5 separate regions of the Mus musculus genome follow, and all the other regions are linked to region 3. The links are chromatin contacts, called in public HiChIP or PLAC-seq and promoter capture Hi-C maps. All regions are on one chromosome and are shown on one strand. The core of a region is the stretch at or near the end of the contact, and the rest is flanking DNA. Distances in the headings are between cores, read along the strand shown.

What was found. Promoter capture Hi-C pulls out the DNA fragments that hold promoters and counts their contacts. HiChIP or PLAC-seq counts read pairs in DNA pulled down with a chosen protein or histone mark. Capture Hi-C pulls out chosen DNA fragments and counts their contacts.
Region 1: a contact with region 3 is called in an H3K27ac HiChIP or PLAC-seq map of thymic regulatory T cells, with 7 times the contacts expected there. The contact joins the promoter of 1700017L05Rik here to the promoter of Tmem165 in region 3. A contact is called at or near these places in 1 of 39 promoter capture datasets (liver), 2 of 484 Hi-C or Micro-C datasets (B cells and CD4 T cells) and 1 of 115 datasets of contacts at active chromatin or transcription factors (thymic regulatory T cells).
Region 2: a promoter capture Hi-C map of liver shows a contact between it and region 3, with 3 times the contacts expected there. The contact joins the enhancer-like site here to the promoter of Tmem165 in region 3. A contact is called at or near these places in 2 of 39 promoter capture datasets (liver and neutrophils).
Region 4: a promoter capture Hi-C map of adipose tissue shows a contact between it and region 3, with 3 times the contacts expected there. The contact joins the promoter of Rasl11b here to the promoter of Tmem165 in region 3. A contact is called at or near these places in 2 of 39 promoter capture datasets (hippocampal neurons and pre-B cells) and 1 of 9 other capture datasets (adipose tissue).
Region 5: a promoter capture Hi-C map of pre-B cells shows a contact between it and region 3, with 3 times the contacts expected there. The contact joins the promoter of Rest here to the promoter of Tmem165 in region 3. A contact is called at or near these places in 5 of 39 promoter capture datasets (the 3T3-L1 cell line, the C10 cell line, cranial neural crest and 2 more), 1 of 484 Hi-C or Micro-C datasets (pre-B cells) and 1 of 115 datasets of contacts at active chromatin or transcription factors (thymic regulatory T cells).

The regions. Positions count from the first base shown.
Region 1 is chr5:77,464,131-77,466,830 of GRCm38.p6, reverse strand. 1700017L05Rik (RIKEN cDNA 1700017L05 gene) reads right to left here and starts at 1,343. Exons shown (of 2, transcript NR_131050.1): 1 at 1,014-1,343.
Region 2 is chr5:77,338,957-77,341,656 of GRCm38.p6, reverse strand. Polr2b (polymerase (RNA) II (DNA directed) polypeptide B) reads right to left here. Exons shown (of 25, transcript NM_153798.2): 17 at 2,240-2,336; 18 at 1,188-1,282. Among named protein-coding and RNA genes, the nearest start is that of Polr2b, 30 kb to the right of the region's middle. Within about 2 kb of position 1,411, at least 3 of the 459 cell types and tissues checked have an H3K27ac peak or open chromatin away from gene starts, as enhancers often do. A contact at or near this core is called in liver, where this site is marked.
Region 3 is chr5:76,182,549-76,185,248 of GRCm38.p6, reverse strand. It overlaps Tmem165 (transmembrane protein 165), which reads right to left and starts at 1,369. Exons shown (of 6, transcript NM_011626.2): 1 at 897-1,369. The coding sequence starts at 1,103.
Region 4 is chr5:74,193,891-74,196,590 of GRCm38.p6, reverse strand. It overlaps Rasl11b (RAS-like, family 11, member B), which reads right to left and starts at 1,265. Exons shown (of 4, transcript NM_026878.1): 1 at 1,001-1,265; 2 at 432-488. The coding sequence starts at 1,139.
Region 5 is chr5:77,264,195-77,266,894 of GRCm38.p6, reverse strand. Rest (RE1-silencing transcription factor) reads right to left here and starts at 1,401. Exons shown (of 4, transcript NM_011263.2): 1 at 1,107-1,401.

The DNA.
Region 1 (2,700 bases), core at 94-2,593, 1.3 Mb before region 3:
CTATAATCTACAGCCTAGGAACACTTATTAAGATGAGATTTAACCAAAGACCATAAAATCTTAAACGGTAGATAATAAGGTCAAGCCAAGTTACTATTTTCAGCTCTGAACAGATGACGAGACAGGAGGGCATAAATGAGAATTAAAAGAAGAGAGATTCAGAATAGATCAGAAGGTTACCAAAAATAATCAATGGCTGAAATGACTTTCTGGACTCGTTCACTTGTGCTGAAAATATTGAGTCATTGAAAAAGTAATGAGATGATATTCTTGGGAAATGGAATAGTTAAAATGAATGGGTTCAGACGGAGCCAAAGACTTTAATCATCCTAAAAAGAAACACTGGCTAGGGCAAGCTGAGGTTTCAATCTAGGGAGATAACAAGGTAGAGGCTAAGAGGCCTTTGCTTCCTACATTCCACGGGATTAGCAACCCCTTCAAAGGTGCAATACTACCAAGTACTCCCAAGGCCTGCTGTGAATGGTGCATCCTACCGGATGCTAGCAAGAGAAATGAGCAAGGCACACACTAGAAGAGAGAGCTGTAGAGCCACTGTCAGCCAAGCTCCCACGCACCTCTGAGATCATCCCAGTGAACCTGCAAAGGGCCATATCTTCTCACTCATAGTGTCAAGGACTGAACAGTCTAGAAGTCTGGATCTGCCATTGGGCACTTGTAATTCTTAGAGAGCTCCTGTCACCTCTGCAGGCTCCAGCCTCCTGCTCCTTCCTTATTGGATCTCCTCATCTCCTCTAGAACTAGACCTCATGTGTCTGCTTCTGCTTCTCCATGGCAACCCATCAAACACAGGCAGTGTAAGGTGGGCCTTCTTGCTTCCATATTAAATACTGTCATATCCTTCATATGACATGATTTCTAGACGCTTTGCCTTCCTGGCCATCCATCTTCCCTCAAAAGACTCTAAGCATCAATCACTTATGCACACACACACACACACACACACACACACACACACACACGAGTGACCCCGTATAGTAGTTATTGATACATGCCTATTAATCTGTATCCTTTCGCTGTACAAACCATATCTGTGAAGACAACAGCCTTGCTAGATCCTGAGAGTCCCTCTAGGGAATCATCAAACCCGAGGGTAGTACTGGAAACCATCATATGTGTCCCAGGGACAGCCTTTGGCAGGGATGGGCTGTGACGAGCATCTTTGTAGAAAGACAGGGAACAGATTCCCCCCAAGCCTTTGTACCATACAGAACTCTCCTCTGGCAGACCCACGGGCCTCTCATTTGGGACAACTAGGATGGGAAGGAGACAGTGGCAAAAATTCACACAGACCTCCCCATCTGGTGTTCATTCCAGCGTCTGCCGCTCGGTAAGCAAATGTGTTGGCGGGATTCAGGGTTCTCATTGTGACGTAATACATACTCAATTGTCAGAAATCTGGACAGCAGAACGGGGTGTGTAAGAACCAGTTCGTCAGGACCCCACCACCCACGGAAAGCATGACTAAGACTGTGCTAGAGGATTTTTGCCAGTCCGTTTCTTTTTCATGAATATGTAGCTGTGTCCCCAGTGAGACATAACTTTATCATATTTTGTTAGCAAGAAAATCTGCAAGTTAGAAGTCGCCGGCCACTTTCATGTCTAACAAGCCATCTTGGGACACTTTTTTTGCCTCCTGGAAACAATCAACCTGAGTTTCTTTTGGCTTGAGGTTTTCAGATGAAAGTACCCAGCGTCCAGAGACCAGGATGGCAGCCAGGGGGCAGTGTTTCTCTCGACATACACTGCTCTCCACCGCTCCCTCCAAACTGAAGCCACCGTGCCTGGGACTGGTGGAGACAGTGTGAAAGAGGCCTTGACAGGCCCTCGGGATAGCATACAAGGTCCGCTGGCTGTGTCTTCTTCCATTCACTAATAATAGGTTCAGCTGGTCTAAGGCGGGTGCCTCGGTCACTAACTGTTGATGTTTGAAGGTGTTCAGGGCTCAGCCCTGTGCTGAGACTGGAGCCTTGTACGGTATACCATCACAGCATCGTGGGCCTGATTTAAATATCAGCTACATCGGGACCCAGAGCAATGTAAATGGGGAGATAGAACTGGACGGGAAGTTCCTTCACGATAGGCTCGAAAAGTCACCAATAGTCTTGACAGGAAACTCCGAGAGCCACAAGGACTGTACAAGGTTCAGCCTGCCAGCGTTTTATCATGGATTAGAGAGGAGCTCCTTGTATCTTCGGCTCTCCACAGAGCATATCCGCAGTCCATGACAGGGGTGGGGGGTGGGGGTGGTTTCTTCAGTGGAGAAGCCATTGATAAACCACACATGCTCCAAATAACCTCTCACCCATACAAGGAATCTTAATTGGATTCAGTAAGTCAAACACACACACACACGGGGGGGGGGGGGCATCAAAGTAGGATGGGGGCTTGTTGGAAAGTGGGGGGGGGGGTTCAACAGGAAAAGGAAGGGGATGAGACAGGGAAGAGTGTAAAAAGGACTAAAATTTATGATAGACATTGAGGAAACTGTCAAAAATAAATACGAACGATTCTTAAGACTCATTATTTTAATTATGAGTATATGTGGGAGAGGTATGCACCCCTCAGTGCAGGTGCCTGTAGAGATCAGATGAAGGTGTTGTGTGCCCTGAGTGTGGAATTGCGGGTAGTTGTGAGCCTTCTGGTCTTGGTGCTGGAAATCAAATTCTAAACAACTCTTAA
Region 2 (2,700 bases), core at 162-2,661, 1.2 Mb before region 3:
TTGTGTGGCCACTGTCACATGAGGAAGAATGCCTGTGTCCTACACATGTATTCTCCCACAGCATCGTTAGCTGTGCTCACCACCCCCGCAACCCCACCCCAAATACAGGTTTCTCTGTGTAGCCTGATATCCTAGAACTCACTCTGTAGACCAGACTGGCCTTAAACTCCAAGATTAGAATTCAAAGATCCACCTGCCTCAGCTTCCTAAGTGCTGAGACTAAAGGCACAGGCCACCACTGCCTGGCCAAGTTGTGCATCATAATTCCACTGACCACCCACTTACTGCTACATAGAACCAACCAATGGGAATGCAGTAAGGAAGAACTTAAGAAAAAAAAGGACACTATACCTTCACACAATACTGTTAGGAGTCCACTTCGCTAGGGTAAGAACTTTCTAAGTGGCCTGTGACAGTGACTAACAGGAGACAAGAACTGCTGAATATCCTTTCATTATCTTAAGATGTTGAGCAGTATTTTAGCTAATAAACTGTGCTGCTCTCACAGCGGTTTAGAGAAGACACTGAAGAACAAGCAAGCAGCAGAGTGAGAATGCAGCGGGACGTGTGGCCATGAGATAACACAGCCTCACTTCTTTCTTCCCCACCGACTAAGGAGAAGAGATCTGAAGCAAGAATGCCCTTAAGTCTGAGCTCTAAGAGCACCACAGGATACATACATACACACATACACACACACACACACGCACACGCACACGCACACGCTAGATAAGAGGAACAGCAGCACAGCCTGGCAACACTGCACAGGCCAGCACAGCAGTGAAAGGGGAACCCCACAGTTTGACGTTATTATGGTCTAACTCCCCCCAGAATAGCTGTAGTCATTTTGTTCATGCCTGCCAGCTATTTCATATTGTTGCTGTAACATGCCTACCAGTCACTGACACAAAAAAGTGACTTGGCTAAAGGACATGCTGACCACATACCCTGGTTTTGTCCTGTATGTTCTGAATATCCTGTATGAGGTCTTAAGAAATTCCACAATGCTTTACATAGGAGTCTTCAAATCAAAGGCCAATATGGACTGTTATGTCTGGCTTAAGTCAGAGCTGGTCACCCGGAGCTAGTCTTCCTGCGCCTGTGTATGAGCTCGCTGTGGCTTTCGTGCTGACACTGAAGAATGCTGCTAACAAGCCCTGACCCCAGCAGACATCGCTGTCTCTTACCCTGGCATGTCTCACGTGTAGGCTTCTCAAACACTTCTTCTTGATCAAATCCCTTTTTAGACTCTTGTTCTTTGTATGATCGGTAGAAAACAGACCTAAAAACACAGTTGCAAAGGTCATTTATATTTTCTTTCAGTAAAATGGCTTAGATTACAGCAATGGTGTTTGGCTTAACTGATATCTGAGAGACAATTTGAACCACAAAACAGGCACAAGGGTCACTATGTACTAGGGTCAAGGTTCAGTTTAAATGGATTTTACATGTAGCATTTGACTCACAACTGTAAACACTTGGCATCACACATGAGACCAGGGGGACCCAGGTAATAAGTCCAGCCTCCTACTGACAGAATTCCTCTCCTAGCAGCCCGAGCACGGCCTGCCTTCATCTGCTCAAGTATCCCCACTGAGGCGTTTTTATATGAAGTTATGATGTCCACACTTCAGTCCTGGTGCTGCTTTATAGAATTATATAAGGAGAAAAGTTTCCCCTCTAAATCCCCCGTGTTTGAAAGAACCTTCTTATGCTACTACATATTTAAGATTAATCTATTGTCAGTAAGAAAGGGGAATATAGGAAGCCAAGTCATGGTGCACATTTGTAATCCCAAAACCCAGAAGACTGGGATGAAGGACTGCTGTGAGTTCAAAGCCAACCTGGACTACACTGTAAGTTCAAAGCCAGCCTGGACTACACTGTAAGTTCAAGGCCAGCTTCAACTACATAGTGAAATTGTCTCTAAAAACAAACAAGAAAACAGATAAAACACACCATTATTTTACCAGCAGTTATTTCAGAGTTCTATTTTCTATTTCTTCCTTAGATGTTTCTATATTATCTAAATGCAATTACATATTTGCTTACAACAGAAAAACATTTAAAATATCACATCTGAAAACCCAGAGACACAAGACTCACCGCCAATAGCTGTATGACCACCAGCCAGGTCTGCTTTTGGATTAGGGCAGTCAAGCTTATTCTTTAAAAACTTTATGAAAAAAAATGCATTTCCACTATATCTGTGTTTCAACAAATATTACTATAAGCTGACCTGAAAAAGCCTCGATCCACAGCTGAACGATTCATGATAACAGAGTCTTCTTGATTATAGCCCGTGTAGGATGCAATGGCCACAATTGAGTTGATTCCTACAGTACATTCAAAAACAAACAGTAAAGGACCCTCTGGGAAGCAGGGAAACCTATCCTTTCATTGAAATCCATTTTCTTTCATCCTATTTGTCACAAACACTTGGATGTTTGTATCATGGAAACTGTTGCTGTCTCCTCCTCCCTGAACCTGTGTGTGAGGCAAATGCTCTGCTTGCTTAACCCTGAAACCATCACTCCCAGGGAAGCCATCCTTACTATCAGTACTCCTCCATGTAACATGGTCTATAACTACAGAGTGCTTCCCCTAACCCTAAATAAACAAGCTTTATTGTTCTCACGACTCTAAGGTAAGAACATACATACGCCTCCAGAGTGAATTAGCGACAAACTCAAGCCTCAG
Region 3 (2,700 bases), core at 120-2,619:
GCGGTCACCCTGATCTGTACTCAAGTCAGGACAGCCATTCTCTTGGAGGGCAGATAAAGACAGAAGTAGGAAAGGGAATGCCAAAATGGACCCTACTAAGAGACTAAAAAAACTCCAGAATGTAGGAGTCAAAATTGGAAATAGAGAGTCCAACTCAGAGGAAAGTAACATAGAAAGGAGAAATTCTACGAACATAGATTAAAAGGTTAATTTCTATCTATCTGGTAATGGTTAAAGAAACTTATGAGGCTCTAGTTTACCTATAAATGGAGTTTTGGAATCCCTCACTATAGAGCGCTCTACCTTTGGGCACAAGTCTCTGCATTCAAGGGCAACTTCCTTCATGCCAAAACACGTTTTTTTGTTTTTTTTTTTTTTTTAAGGGAGGGTGGCAACGCATAATCTCTAGACACTGTATCTGGCAAGAACCACAGGGTGTGCCGAGCTGAATTCGGGTGAGCATCTCTGGTTGGGTTGCTTCAACAATGGCTGATACTTCCAACAATGTGATGCTACTTCGAGAGAGACAAGTCTCCCAGCGGCTCTGTACTAAAAACTTTCTACTTGGGATGATGATTTCCAGTCTTTTCAGTATGGCCCATGTGATCAGCAGAAGGCAGAATCCAGAGCAAGCCTGTCGGTACCAGGGATCTAGAGGACCTCTGGGGAGCCCCGGTTGGGGCCCTCACTTTCCCTTCCCCCAAGCAGCCAGGCCAGGCCAGGCCGCGCCTAAGAAAGCCGTCTTGTCACCCTCCTCCCAGCGAGCGGAGCAGGGGCCGGCTCCCCTCCCCCAGCCTCTTCGGAAAGAGGGCGGCGCCGCCAGCGCGGGAGCCTGGTACCCGACTGCGGGCTCCGCGGCCTCAGCCCGCCCCATCCCCACCAGCCCGGGCTCTCACCTCGGCCCGGGCCGGCTCGAGGCCCTGCACCGCCGCGGGCTGCGGCTGCAGCTGCTGGGCGGGCGCCGGCGGCTCCTGGTTCCGATGGCTCAGGTCTTCCTCCGGGCCGGCGCGGACCCCGGCCGGGGCCCAGAGCAACTGAAGCAGCAAGAGCACGAGCAGCCTTCGCGTCGGCGCCCGGCCGCTCCCCCGGGCCGCGGCCGCCATCCCGCCCGCCCAGCCGGCACCGCGCTGCGGCAGGAAGAAGTGCAGGCGAAGGGAAGCGTCGAGCCCGGCGTGCCGGCAGGCGCCTCCGTCAGGCCTGGCTGCCGCTCAGGGGGCAGCCCTGCAGCACGCGGGACGCGGGGACCGGACCGGGACGGACCGGCGGCGGGAGCTCCGGAGCAGCTGGGCAGCAGAAGCCACACACTCCTCCAACTGCCTCCGCGGCCCAACTCCTCCGGCCCGCCCCCTGGCCAACACGACCTCCCATTGGCCCGACGTCAGCCCGGCGTCGTGACGTTTCCGGCAGGTTGAGGTGCGGCTCGCTCACTGGTCCTATTGGACCCGGCGCGCCGGGCCAGGTAGCTGGAGCTGCTTGATGGACTCTCCCTGCGTCCTCTCGGGTCCCACCAGAGACCCCCTTATTGGCCCTGGAGAGGTCAGGCTGCCAGGCTCCTACCAGTACTTCCTCAAGAGCCTTAGGTCTTTAAGGCCTAAGCCGCCGCCACCTCCACTTCTATTAAATGTCAAGTGAGTCCCAGCCCCGCTACCTACGTGGCAGGAACTGCCACACCTTTAAGTTACGATCCACCCACCCTCACCACGTCCCTGGACCGCCTACACAGAATGTTCTTTGGGGGTCCATATGCTGGGGTTTTTTGAAGGTTCTGAAGTAAGATTCGGAAGTAAAAGATGAGAACGTCCAAGCTTGATTTTAAAACATTGTTGAATAGCCGCAGACCAAAAGTCATCACTGCCCTGGCTCAGGATGCCTTATCCTGAAATAGGATATCCTGAAAAGGTTTGGAGTTGAGTGGTTAGGGTTTCTGTGGGATGGAGGCCTTGAGTAGGCAAAAGTAGAAGACAGGAAAGAATGGTTAGTTAGGCGTTAGACTAGGGCTGGATTTTTTTTTTTTTTTCTAAAGAAAAGCTGAGATACCGTACGCGCGCGCGCACACACACACACACACACACACACACACACCACAAATTGCTAACCATGTGCCAGGCACTAATCTAAATCCTACTCCTGTTTCACAAGCCATTCTTGCAACCTCTCCTTAGCCTACTCAGCATTGCTCCTTACAGAACCCTTCAAGCTATAGCTTATTTATGCTCCCAGTATTGTGAGATAACCAAGATGCTTCCTACACATAGTTTGGGGTGCAGTTGTTGTACCTCCAAGTTCATTCCTGGAGTGTAAATGTCCTGAGCCCTCAGAATACAACATGACAGGGATCAGAAGTCTAGACTCCTTCAGCCACCTCCTTTTTCTGCAAAGATTTGCCTTGCTCAAAAGGGCCTGCAGAGGAGATAGGAGTGTCAAGTGGAGAGAATAAAAGAAGCAGCCCAGTAGATGGAGGCAGAAGAGTTAGGTGTCACGGATCCTTGAGTTCTGCTAGGGACCAGGTTTATTATTTTTTTTCCTGGCGTTCTCTAGTCTATGATCATCTCAGAGAAAGGCCTCCTGGCTAAATTCTAGTTACCCCACATAAAGCAAAGAAAAAGCAAATGGCTCAAGGGCTACAGCTGCAGGAGACTGAGATGCTGATTGCAATGTTCCAGTGGCTCTGGAGCAAGACAGGAAATCTGTTCAACAGAA
Region 4 (2,700 bases), core at 16-2,515, 2.0 Mb after region 3:
CAACTCTTCTTTGGCCTTTGCTTTCAAAGGTCGCCCCTGAAAGGCAGCCAGCAGAGGGAGAGGGTGGGGGAGGAGCTTGCAGCTGGGTTTTTTGTTTGGTTGGGTATTTTTTTTTTTTATGACTTTTGCAGGCATGTTTTAAAGGACAAGGCCTTGGAGTACAAACGGTGCTTCCAACTGGGGTCCCTATAGTTAAAACATACCACAGGGAATACTTTCGGGCACTTGATAAAATGATGAATGCGCCAAGAATGGAATGAGGCCAGATGGCAGCTGGGGGGAGGGGGAAGGGGGAGGGGGAGGGGGCGTGCAGAATTGGAAGTAGCAGAATCTTGATGCTAAACACTGTCACTCTGAAGGAAGTGTCCTTAAAGGTACTGAGAAATGAGGGCGGCCATCCCAACAGGGTTGGTCTCCGTACGTTTCCTCACCTGCATTTCGTTCGTAGTCCCCGATGAATCGTTTAGTGAGGAATCGGACCACCAAAGCTGCAATTCAGAAAAGAAAACAGACTGTTAACCCACTAAGTTAGACGGTTCTCCACCCCACCCCCACCTGGAAAACAACTCTTCCAAAGAAAGTCACAGCCGGCCACCGAGGGCTCCTTGACCCTCTACCAGACACAAGGAGGTAGGAGTGAATTACAGCTCTGCCAGCAGGAAGGGTCTTGAGGCCCAGCCCCTCCGCGGAGCCCAGCTGGGCCACACCTAAGCCTTCCAGCAGGCAAACTTCTTCCTAACCTTACGGAACTCCTGGAGGGGTTACAATCACTAGCTCCCCCATTCCGCCCCAGATCCTGCCAAAAGCCCAAAGCCCCAAAGTTCTACTCTGGCCCGAAAGTCGGCGGGACGCTCTGGGCCCCAGTGACCCTCTTCGTTAAAGCAGAGACATGAAGAGGCAGAGGATCCCACTGCAACGCCCACCGTCTCTCAGTTCCAGTCCGAGCGGGGGTCTCCCACGTCCCGCCCCTCCACCAAGCGGGTTCCTCGCATGGACTCACCGGTCTTGCCCACGCCGCTGGCCCCTACCACGGCGATCTTAACGAGCCGGCGGCCCGCAGCCCCCAGGCAGCAGTCGGCAGCGGTGCTGCCTGGGGCGGGGTACTCTGCGATGGTACACATGTTCTGGATGAGGCGCATCGCCGCTACGGCCCGGCTGCACGGAGCGGGGAGGAAAGTCAGGACAGGAGACGGCTCGCGCTGCAAGGAGAGGAGGGTACCCCGTCGGAGGGCGCGCGGGCAGAAACTGGAAAGAACGGGAGAGCGCGACGAGAAGAGAGGCTCGGGGGTTCCGGATCGCGGCTGGGATGGCAGCCGCCGGGGCGCGGGTTTTCTCTGGCCCAGGCCCCGCCTCCATTCCAGCAGCCAATCCCCGAGCGCCCCGCTCGAGGCCCCGCCCACGGCCTGCACTACCAGGCTGCGCCCCCACAGGAGCCGAGAGCGAGTGCGGGGCCCCGTGAGATCCGAGGAAAACAGGGCGGCCGGCGCGAGGGTGGCAACGTGCGGGACCCAGCCGGCTCCCGCTGCGCTAGCACGCGGCCGCACCGGTGCCTGCGGGGTCACGGGGTCTCAGATCCGCGTGGGGGGATCTGGCCGTGTCTGCTGGGTCTCAGGTCCACGTGGGGGGAATCTGTCCTTGCCTTCATAGGAGACCTGGCGTGTCCGCGGGATCTCAGATCCGCGGTGGGTTTAGAAGCACCCACCCTTGTCTGCCAACCTCGCCGCTGGGCCTCCGTAGGTCAGTCCCTAGGCATTCTCTGAATTGGGTCCCAGGTCCCCTAACCTCTCTGACCACTGGCTTCTCCACCTCTGACCCCAAGGAACCTGCTGGGAGCCCCATAGGTCACTGCCCTGTTTGGCCCTGCCCTATGTTCTGCTCGTGCGCTCGACATCTTTGCACTGACTTGGCTACATTCAAAGTATTATCCTGGATTATACATTTTCCCCATCCTTGTATTCCTAAACAAAGGCACCCCTCCGTGACCCAAAATGTGGCGTTTGTCTTTGGGGCAAAATACCTATTTTGTTCTAGTTCTTGCCAACAGTGCAAGCCCACGAGAAGGCACACAACGTGGAAAGCAAGTACCGCACCCCGAGAGGCAAAGCCAGGCTAAAAGTCACTAGAACAAGCTTGCATGGCTAGCCCAGTCACGCCTCCTCCCAGATCTGTGAAAGGTAAGACAAGAAGTCAGTGCAGCTGTGGATTGGACTCACCGGGAGGCAGAGGGGCCCCACGGTTAGCCTAGTCATAAAGGTTAGTTAAAAGTGGCTTGTCGCCAAGGAAGATGAGGAGTCTAGCACTCATAAAAATACCAAGTACCCCCGTGTCCTCATCAGAGAAAATCACAGACAACTGCTGGCCAGATCCCAACTTCAGCAACCTACTTTATCTATCGCCACCAGCATGCCCTTACAACCCTCAGGGCCTTTTATCTTGGTGCCTAAGAGCAAAGCCTGTGGCATTTTGTACACCTTTATTGAAGGTAGAAAAGCAAAAGAAGCTGATTCCAGGCTCAACACACCGTTTCTTGTTTAATCACAGTCCATTCTGGGCTTCATTCACCAGGTAATAAGAATTTACCCTCCTACTCTGGTCAGACCGGGACAAACCCTGTATCTAGTAACAGTTTGAAGGGGTGAAGAAATCGGAGGGGAACTAGGAAGATTATGTAGACTTGCCTGGTTAAGTCTTCCAGGATGA
Region 5 (2,700 bases), core at 152-2,651, 1.1 Mb before region 3:
TGCCCCAACAAAAAGTTGAGCCCGAATGCCATCACAGGAAACGGCTCTCCCCTAGTTCAACAGCCCCACGGATTCCACAACGGACCTCAACATCCACTCTAAAGCTTCCCCCACGCACCTCGGCAGCCACACTCCCAAGGAAATCTCCACGTCTCTCGGGCAGACTGTGCTAAGCACAGCCCGAGAGCAACGTGTTGCACCGAATTCCTATGTGCCGCTGCCACCAGCGCCGGCCTCGGCGGCGGCATTCCTAACTGAAATAGGCATTCGGCCATTTTCTCAAAATACCAAACACAAAGCAGCTCTTTGCAAACTTGGGCCCTCTTGCTTCCTCTCCGCCACCAACCCGCGGGCGGTGCCTGGGCTCGGACCTCACGCGCTGCCCACCACCCTAGAGGCGCCTCCCCGGCCGGCCGCGGCCCCGCAGCCCCCTCCCCCGCCGCCCGCCACTAGCCCGGCCGGGACTGGGCGGAAAAGTTACCTCGCTACCCGCGTCCGATCGGGCCTGTACCGGGGCTCCGCGGCGCCCTCCCGAGGCTGTCGGCCCCCGGTCGCTGCGAGGGGCCCCACGCGGGCCGCCACCGCCGCCCCCGTGGCCCGGAAGTTTGCGAACTTCGCTCCCCCGCTGCGCAGAGCCAGCGCGGGCCGCAGAAATCGCTGTCCAGCCTGCCGCCGGCGCCGCCCGTGCCCCGGGCTGAGTCAAGCGGGGCGGCCGCCTTCCGGCCCTGCTACGACTGGGGGGGAGGGGGCGGCGAGCCTGGGACGCCGGCGGGGCCGGGGGCGTTGGGCCCGAGGCGGAGGGAGGGCGGAGGGGGGAAGTTTCAGGACCGCGGTCACCAGCAGCGGCGCTCCGGCCTCCGTGGCCCCGGATCTCAGCGCCGTGCGGAAGGGCCTCCCCGTGCTCCGCTGGGGGCCGATGCCCACGCCGCTCCGCACCAGCCCCCGGCCCAGCCCGTGACTCGCTCCGTAACTCGATCCCGCCCCCGCCCGGCCGCCGCGCCGCCCGAGCCACAGTATCTGCAAATCAGCCCTGGACAGCGCCTCGCGCCGCTCCGCGCCTGCCCGCCGCCCTCCCCCGTCGCTCTCCTCGCTCCGCCGCGTCCTACCCTCTGAACTGTGCGCCCACGGTCCGCCACCCCCGCGTCGCCGCCGCTCCAACTCCTTTTCTTTGTTGCTGGACTTTCGGGGGAGGGGAGGGGAGGGAGAGCGGGGAAAAGTTGGGCGTCGAGGCCCTCGAGATCCCGGGGTGCGATCGCGGAGCGGGATCAGACCGCCGGCCCTGGTTCTGCCGTCGCTGCGGTCCCGGCCGCCCGGGTCTGGGGCCCGCGGCCTCGGCGGCGCTCCTCGGTCTTCTGCTGCTGCGCCGCGAGCTCGCGGGAGCCGCACATTCCAGCACAGGACGCTGCGCCGCGCACCCGGCCCGCGCCGTCGCCGCCCGCCCGCCCGCCGGACACGCCCCCTCGCCGTCCGCGCGCGCCCGCCGACACGCCCCCTTCCCCGCCCGCGCGCGTGGCCGCCGAGCGCGCCCCGCCCCTCGGTCCCGAGGCTCGAAGTGGACTCCTGGCCTGCCTGGGGGCGCGCCTCGGGGGAAACTTACCTAATCCGCCCGGCCCCCGACTCCCGCCTTAGGCTCATTAAAGGGGCGGAACCTACTCCCTGAGCTTCTTTCTTTTATAAACAAATAGCAGAAGTTAGCCCCAGCCTTACCCGGGCGTGCACGAGAATTGGGGTTGTTGGAGGAAAAAACGTGCAGGCATTGACCGCCCTCTTGAGAAGTATTGTCACTGGCCTCTTAAGTAAGGCTGAAGCCTCGAAAAATACTGTTCAGGCCTGGCGTGTGGGCTCTCGCCGTTAATCCCAACACTCAGAATGCTGTTGAGACTGGAGGATCAAGAGTTAAAGGCCGGAGTTCAAGATCAACCTGGGCTACTTAGGGACACTAGTGCAAGAAATTAAAAAACAATACAAAACCCGAAAATCGGCCCTGGCTGCACAAGTCTGTAATCCTACTTGAAAGGCGTGAGCACCAGGAGATCCAGGTCATTGACTTGACAAATTGGGGGGCCCGGGGGTGGGGGATTGCTCTTGTCTGCAATCAGACTCAGAATTCAGTAGACAGAGGCAGGAGGATTGCTGAGAGCTTAAAGCTTTAGTGTGCTATGTAAGAATTTTCAGGCCAGCCATAGCTACAAAGTGAGACCTTTCTCAATCAAAGAAACAAAATCTAAGTGCCTGCCTACACAGATCTTTATGCTTAACTGTAATTTTAAGCTTCATGAGGTCAAAATGCTTTCACATTGCAAACTCTTAACCAGGAGAAAATCAGTCCTTGTGGGGGTTGAGACAAAGCCAAGTCCAGTTCAGTACCTGACGTCTTATAATGGGGACAGGGAGTCTCAGGTCCTGTCCCTTCTCACCTGAAATGCTTTTTTAGCCTGCTTTTAATGTCTTCCTGGAAGTGGGCCTTGTAGCCTTTAATTTGTAGTTAGTGAACTACCAGCTAGAGTTTAAAGCTCTCGGCCGCCTTCAGGGCCCGGCATTTCCGGATCTAAATGTGTGAACCTCTCGTTGGCATTACTACAGAGGTAGCAGCAGGTGGGTGCTAAGAGGCTGGAAGCAGAGCTTCAGGTTTCTCTGACATTTTCCTTTACCTCTTTTCTGGCACGCTGTAGAACCCATCTTTCAAAAAAAAAAAACAAA